Linked DNA regions of Gossypium hirsutum: region 1 is linked to region 2. A link is a contact called in public Hi-C data. All regions are on one chromosome and are shown on one strand. The core of a region is the stretch at or near the end of the contact, and the rest is flanking DNA. Distances in the headings are between cores, read along the strand shown.

Evidence for each region. A called contact is a pair of places that touch in the nucleus more often than the background predicts.
Region 1: a Hi-C map of leaf shows a contact between it and region 2, with 2.8 times the contacts expected there. The contact joins the enhancer-like site here to the promoter of LOC107900694 in region 2. A contact is called at or near these places in 18 of 34 Hi-C or Micro-C datasets (callus, cotyledon, hypocotyl and 3 more).

Annotation. Positions count from the first base shown.
Region 1 is chrD08:54,825,003-54,828,519 of Gossypium_hirsutum_v2.1, forward strand. No RefSeq gene overlaps it. Among protein-coding and RNA genes, the nearest start is that of LOC121220602, 60 kb to the right of the region's middle. Within about 2 kb of position 2,204, at least 1 of the 9 cell types and tissues checked has an H3K27ac peak or open chromatin away from gene starts, as enhancers often do. A contact at or near this core is called in cotyledon, where this site is marked.
Region 2 is chrD08:54,723,481-54,726,973 of Gossypium_hirsutum_v2.1, forward strand. LOC107900694 reads left to right here and starts at 2,231. Exons shown (of 6, transcript XR_005916871.1): 1 at 2,231-2,547; 2 at 2,663-2,730; 3 at 2,940-3,022. It overlaps LOC107900692 (AP-4 complex subunit epsilon), which reads left to right. Exons shown (of 11, transcript XM_041098415.1): 11 at 362-1,880. The coding sequence ends at 1,408.

The sequences.
Region 1 (3,517 bases), core at 954-3,453, 100 kb after region 2:
ACTTAAAAAGGATCATAGAATCAATCTCTCTTTAGAAAACAAAAGGTAAGTAAGTTATCACTAAACCATATTCTCCATCATAACACATTCAAGAAAATGTTTTTCATGAAAGAAAAATAGCCATACCAAAACATTCATAAAAAATGGTCAAAACTATTTTAGCTAGATAAGATTTTAGTTTATTTCAAAACCAATACTACATAAACATAAATCTCCCTATTACAGTCTAGCAAATTTCCTAGCATGAGCATTCCAGTAAATCTTACTAGACTAGATAATGAAACACATTTTTCATCTACAATACAGTTCCTAAACACAAAAGAAGCAATATAATTGTATGAAAAACCATAACATATTAGCAATTAACAAGAATATTGCAAGAAGAATGAGAATTTTTTCAAAAAAAGAAAAACTCTACCAATGCAAAATGGATTCACATAAATTCCATAAAGTCACAATTTATTTAAAATAACCTACTTTAACAATAAAATTTGCTAACTCTAAAATCCAATCTATCAAATACACTCAAAGTTAAAGAATTTTGGACTGCAAGACCAACACCAATCAAAAAGCTTTTATCTTTTAATCATTTTTGAACAATTCAAAGTCACCCACTACGACCCAAATTTTTCCAAATCAAAGTATTCCACAAGTAAACGTTAATATTGGGGCATCAGAAAATAGAGAAAGAAATAATAAAAAATCCAAAATAAATTCAAAGCAACTGACAATTTGAGAAACAAATGAAATAGAGAAACTTTAATGAATCGCAAAGGAAACTATTTCTAGTCTTGGATTTTTTTTTAGAATAAATGCTTAGGCATAAATGTGTCTAGAAAGTAGATTTTGGATTCAAGAAAGGAAAAACAAATAAAAGGAAAGGAGATTTATTTTTTCATTCTTACCTTCAAGAGAGGAAGATAAACACCGACGACTAATTTTGAGAAGCGTTGTTGGTTGGCGGCAGGCACTAGGTCAGAGGTGAAGCACGACGTCAGGGGAGCGACTGTTATTCAAGTCAGTGAAGAGAAGACTCTGTGAAGAGGTAAAGGGAAAATATCTTATGGGATGAAAATTGGTAATGACATCCTGGGTAATATCTTTTACCATTAAAAAACATGTTTGATTTTTGCATTGGGGATTTTATAAGTAATTTTGAGTTTTTTTATCCTTTGCAGTTTTAAGAAATTTTGATGTTTTATAATAATATTTTGTTAGAATTATCCCTTCTCTAATATCAGAATTTCAAGGTTTAAGGGTATAAATAATGATATGGTTTTAGTTAATGTGGTGCAATAGGCGCATGATTTTGTTCAGATTCTAGAGGCATTAACCACAAATGAAGGCCATAATGAAGCTGAAGATGAAAGTAATTTTGAAGATTTTATAATGGAGATTCCATAATAAAGACGAGCATCATACAAACATGGATGAGCAAGATCTTGAACAGAATGTTTTGGGCAAGCTACTAAACTATTATGTGAGGCTTAAGGGCTTTGTTGAGTTGTCATGTGAGGGAAAGGGAGGTGAGGTTTCTATTATGTGGGATGAATAATTTTTTGGATCACCTCTATCTATTAGTAAACGTCAAAGTTCTTTTGTGGTGTATGGTTTGGGGGAGGGGGGGTAAAAAGGTTTGGGTTGCATGTTTCTATGATGCACGAAGTTTGATTAATGGACAAATAAATTGGGATCAATTAAAAATAATAAGTTGTAATGTTAAGGACGAAAAATGGGTTATCTTTGGTGACTTTGACCAAGTCCTAAATCAAGTTGACAAGTACGCATCATCTCATCAAAATCTAAAATGCTGTAAAGCTCCTAAGAAGCTCGAAGAGGAAATGACAAAGCTTCAAGGAAATATCCATGAGAAGATAAAACAGAGAAAAGAGTTGGAAACACTTCTTGAACAATAACAGATATTTTTGTTTCAAAAGCCAAGGATTGACTGGATAGTTAAGGGGGAAAGAAACGCAAAATTTTGCCATATGATTTGAAACTGAATTAAAATATTTAATCATATCAGATTCTTAAAAGATGAGCATGATAATGTTATTGAAGATAATGAAAAGAACGTTTGTGAAGCATTTTCAGAATATTCTAGGGGAACAAGATCATAGTTCAGAAGAGGATATTAAAAAGTTCATTCAACAGTTTCAAGTACCTCAGATTTCTTGTAACTAATGGTCTGGCTTGGAAAAAGAGTTTGATGGACAGTGAAATTACTAGAACCCTTAATCAATTTTAACCGAGGAAAGCTCATGGATCGTATGGTAAGCCAACAATCTTCTTTCAGTACAATTGGGATATTTTTAGCTCACAATGAATTTTCTAGACACTGGGAACATGCTAAAACTTTACCACCCTTGTTCTCAAAAAACCAGGTACATATTTGGTTAATGATTTTAGACCTGGTGAACTGACTTAAACTAGTTATGGGAGGATTAATCACGCCATTTCAAAATGCTTTTGCCAAGAGTAGATAAATCACGGATAATGTGATTTTTGGGTGAGCAGGAGGTAGAGATTTTACATATATTCGACAAAAAATGGAGTATGAAAGGAATATTAGAAGCTCTAAAGCTTAAGATGCATAAAGATTAAGTTGGAATTTCATCAAAATTGTTTTAGAAAAAATGGGTTTTAGCCCCAAGAGGGTTAGATTGATAATGAATCAAAATATGTTGTTCTAAATAGTGGTTTAAGATTAGGAGATCCCTCCTTTATCAAAATATTCTCTCTTGCATTGCTTAAAGCAAGGGAAGATAGCTAATCTATGGAATTAAAATTGAAAGAAATAACATGTCTATGAATAACAACTATATCTTCTTCAAATCTAATCTAGAGGATTACAATAACATAGAAGAGATTCTTTAATTTTTCGGGATAAAAAATCAATTTGGACAAATCAAAGCCTACATTACACCCTCAATTCGAGAGGATGTTGAAGGAGGTTTTAAAAGGTAAAAGTTAATACAATGTTTAGGAAATATTTAGGTTTAACTTTGAGCCTATGCAAGGTAAATAACAAACTTTAAGGATGGAAAGCAAAACTATTGTCTACTAGAGGTCCATTAATTCTCATTAAATCAACACTTCTAGTCTTCCAATTTATCATCTCTCTTGCTTTAGATCGCCTACCTCAATTAAAAATCAGATTGATAATATTACGTGGAGCTAGAAGAATGTTATATTTTAATCAACTCCTACTGGCTTGGAGGATAATGACAGGGGAAAGTTGGCTTTTAAAAGATAGAACTCCAAAGAAATACTCTGCAAGTGAAACTTTCTTGAATGTAAATCCCAAGGCCTATAATTCAGGGGTTTGGAAAGGAATCATTCATGGAAGAGATTTATGTCATAAAGGATTAGATGGAGTGGTGAGAGTATGAACCAAAGAAACCGGACAGGAAATGATGCTCAGGGATCTTCTAGTGAAAAAATACCTCCATATTTGGAGGTAAGGTAATGCTAAGATGGTGTAGAAACAGATACTCACTGAAACCAGGCTATAAAG
Region 2 (3,493 bases), core at 981-3,480:
GAAATTTTCCTTGAGGAAAGAGTAATGCCATAGCCTCCTGCACTTGTCTTCCGTTATTGCATTGAATTGACCTACATGTATGCTGGATAATTCTTTTCAAACATGCCCAATACTGGAGCTTCACAAGATTGTGAATATATCTGGTGCCAGATTAAGTGGTTGATGTTTAAAGCCCCTACATTTCTATGAAACCATAGTCCAGATATGTTCAGCCATTAAACTATTTTTGGGTACTTGCTAGGGCTATTTGTCATTTTAGTTCCTTGTTTGTTCTGTTAACTGCATCTTGGTGGAATATTATTTGCTAAATATATATTTTATTTTCATGCAAGAGTAGATCACTTTTAGTCCTCTCTTGCAGGTTGATAAAGCCCTTTCCTTCCTTAATGATTATATCCAAGAGTCAATTGAAAAAGGTGCTCAGCCCTATATTCCTGAGAGTGAACGCACTGGAATGTTAAATATCAGCAATTTTAGGAATCAAGATCACCATGAAGCTTCGTCACATGGTCTCAGGTTTGAGGCATATGAGCTTCCAAAGCAAACAGTGCAAGCGAGGATTCCTCCTGCATCACTTGCTTCAACTGAACTTGTTCCAGTGCCAGAGGCGATGTATCCTAGGGAAAGCTACCAGACTACTACTGTGCCATCTGTATCATCAGATGCAGCATCAACAGAGCTCAAGCTACGACTAGATGGAGTCCAAAAAAGGTGGGGTAGGCAAACACACTTTCCCTCAACATCTACCTCAAATTCCACATCCCTGAAAACAGTTAATGGTATCACGCAAGTTGATGGGTCAAATACTGCAAATTCAAGAACACGTGAAACCTATGATTCTAGGAAACAAGTTGAAATATCTCCAGAAAAGCAGAAACTGGCTGCTTCGCTGTTTGGAGGTCCATCAAAAACAGAAAAGAAGTCGGCTACTGGTCATAAGAGTTCAAAGCCAAGCAGCCACATGGTGAAGTCTAGTATGGAAGTTGCTTCAGAGAAGACATCTGTTCAACAACCTCCGGACTTGCTTGATTTTGGAGAACCAACTGTCAGAAGTACTGCTCCTTCACTAGATCCATTTAAAGATCTGGAGGGTCTTCTTGAGCCAACAACTCAAGTTTCTTCAGCAGTGAATCATAGTTCAACTGCTGCTGTTACGAAGTCCCCTGATATAATGGGATTGTACACAGAGACAACTGCTGGCGCACACCATAAAGACAGTGATATTTTATCTGGCTTGTCAAAGCCGCCAATGACAAATATGGTTGGTGGCACTACAACCATGCAAGTAGCTCAAAGTAGTAAGGGCCCCAACCTTAAAGATTCATTGGAAAAGGATGCACTGGTTAGGCAGATAGGTGTTACTCCATCGAGTCAGAATCCAAACTTGTTTAAAGATATACTCGGGTGAAATATATTGGGAAGGAAGGATTGACATGACTTACAGCAATGGGGTTTCATTATGGTTTTACTTCCATACAGCTAACAACTGGGCAGTTGATAGGTGAACCATACGAGCATTGAGGTATCATTAGCACAGATATGCAGAGATTGTGGTATTAATTTGATTCAGCCACCTCGAATGGGGTTTAAGAGTCAGGTACGGGTCTGTAGTTGTTGGACAGTACAGAGTTTCGTTTCTTTTTTTTGGAATATTATTTCCTTTTTTCCATTTTTGGGTCGTAGGCAAACAGCGCAAGACAGCGGTGTTCTTTGTAGTGAATTTGAGATTTCGTGGCTGTTCCAACTGCAAGGCTTTTTTTATATGGCTGGCTCAATCCGAAAAACGAAAACGGGTTTTTGTATTGTATGATGTTGAGTCTTTGTTGTGATGACAAATAATAATGCTTCAAAGTGGTATAATAAGGGCGAGTTTGGTTGAACGGTGTGTTTATTATAATTAGTGTAAAAATATCAGTGGCGGTGAGATTAAATATTATAACGGAAAACAAAAAAATAAGTTAAATGTATTATATCACATCGTTCACTCAAACCTGTTGGTGTGTTTGTTAAATATATATAATATATACATGTGCATATTTGCTTTGTATTAATATTATAGGTAATTTTGCCAAATTTCATCAAATTATATCATTTAAATTTTAGTATTAATTTTTTCGTTGATAAAAACTCTGGTATAATTTTTATGAGAAAATTTGGCTCAAATATATTAATGATAAACTTTCAGTGATATCATCTAATAAAATTAAAGAACTATATATTTTTTTATAAAAGTTAATGTTAAATTAGGTTACTCTGTAAATATCCGTACATGAACGGCTCCTAAATGTATCTCTACTGCTTGCTCGAGGCGATATTGGAGAAATTCTAAATTTTAACGTTGAATTGATTGGGAAATAGGAAGCATACTCTGCACACTTCAATTTTGGGTGTTCTTTGGTTGTTTGTATTGTATTTTATCCAAAAAGAAATGGGTAGCAGAAATGGCGGTGGAGCTCCTACGATGATAAGAAGAAGACAATCCGATTTTAAAATGTCCTTCAACCTCGCTCTTCGCTCCCTTCTCACTACCTGTTCTAAAGAGGCTAGGTCACCTTTTTTTCCTTTTTATTCTTGAGATTTTTTTTTTCTCTTGTAAGTTTTTCTCAAAGCTGGATCACAATGTGCATACTTTTAAATGGTTTTCTCTATTGTAATTATGAAGGATTTTAGTAAAGAATTTCCAAAATTTACAAGTACAGAGCAAGAACGTCTCTACCAGCGTTTATTCAGGTTCATTCTTTTTTCCCCCTTCAGTTGCCATATCAATAGTTCACTTTTGCATGCAAATCTTTTTCCAGGAATATCTTCTTATTATTTATGTTCTCTCGATCCTTAATAGAAGTATTCCTACTTCTCAAAAATAATTAATCTAAAAGAGGAAAAAGTAATATATATTTCAACACTATCTGGAACGAGTTTTTTTTTCTTGATTTTAACAGCGAGCTCCTTTTTGTCCAAGCCTTTAACCAATGGCGCTACGGATCATATTCAGGTCATTACCACTTTGCATGGGAGTATAGAGGTATACCGTATATATTACCCTTTGCTTTCATAACTCTTAAATTACGTTTGTTAGTGTTCTAATTATCTGTCCCCTTTATCTCTTTAAATTAGTTACAACAATCGCACCTAACAAGTGTTTGTAGTTAAGTGGTTTGCTATATTATATGAAAACTTTTCTCGACTCTGTTGCTTCCTTTGAATTGATTATTAGGGGGAACAGAAATTAGGTCAGTTTTCTCTACTAATTTATGGAATTACATAGCTGAATAGTATGAATCCTGATGGAAACAGCACAATCTCTAAATAAAAGTTATTGCAGCTTTCAGCGATAATTAAAGTAGCATCCATATCACTACTTACGCTGAGTAACAATGCAGCCAAGATGATTGCGTTATGTTTATCTGTTGTTCCACTTAGTTCTTCTAAACATTTTAGTATAAACCCTTTTATTACTTCTCTGGTTATTTCATTGATATCTGTTTATTAAACA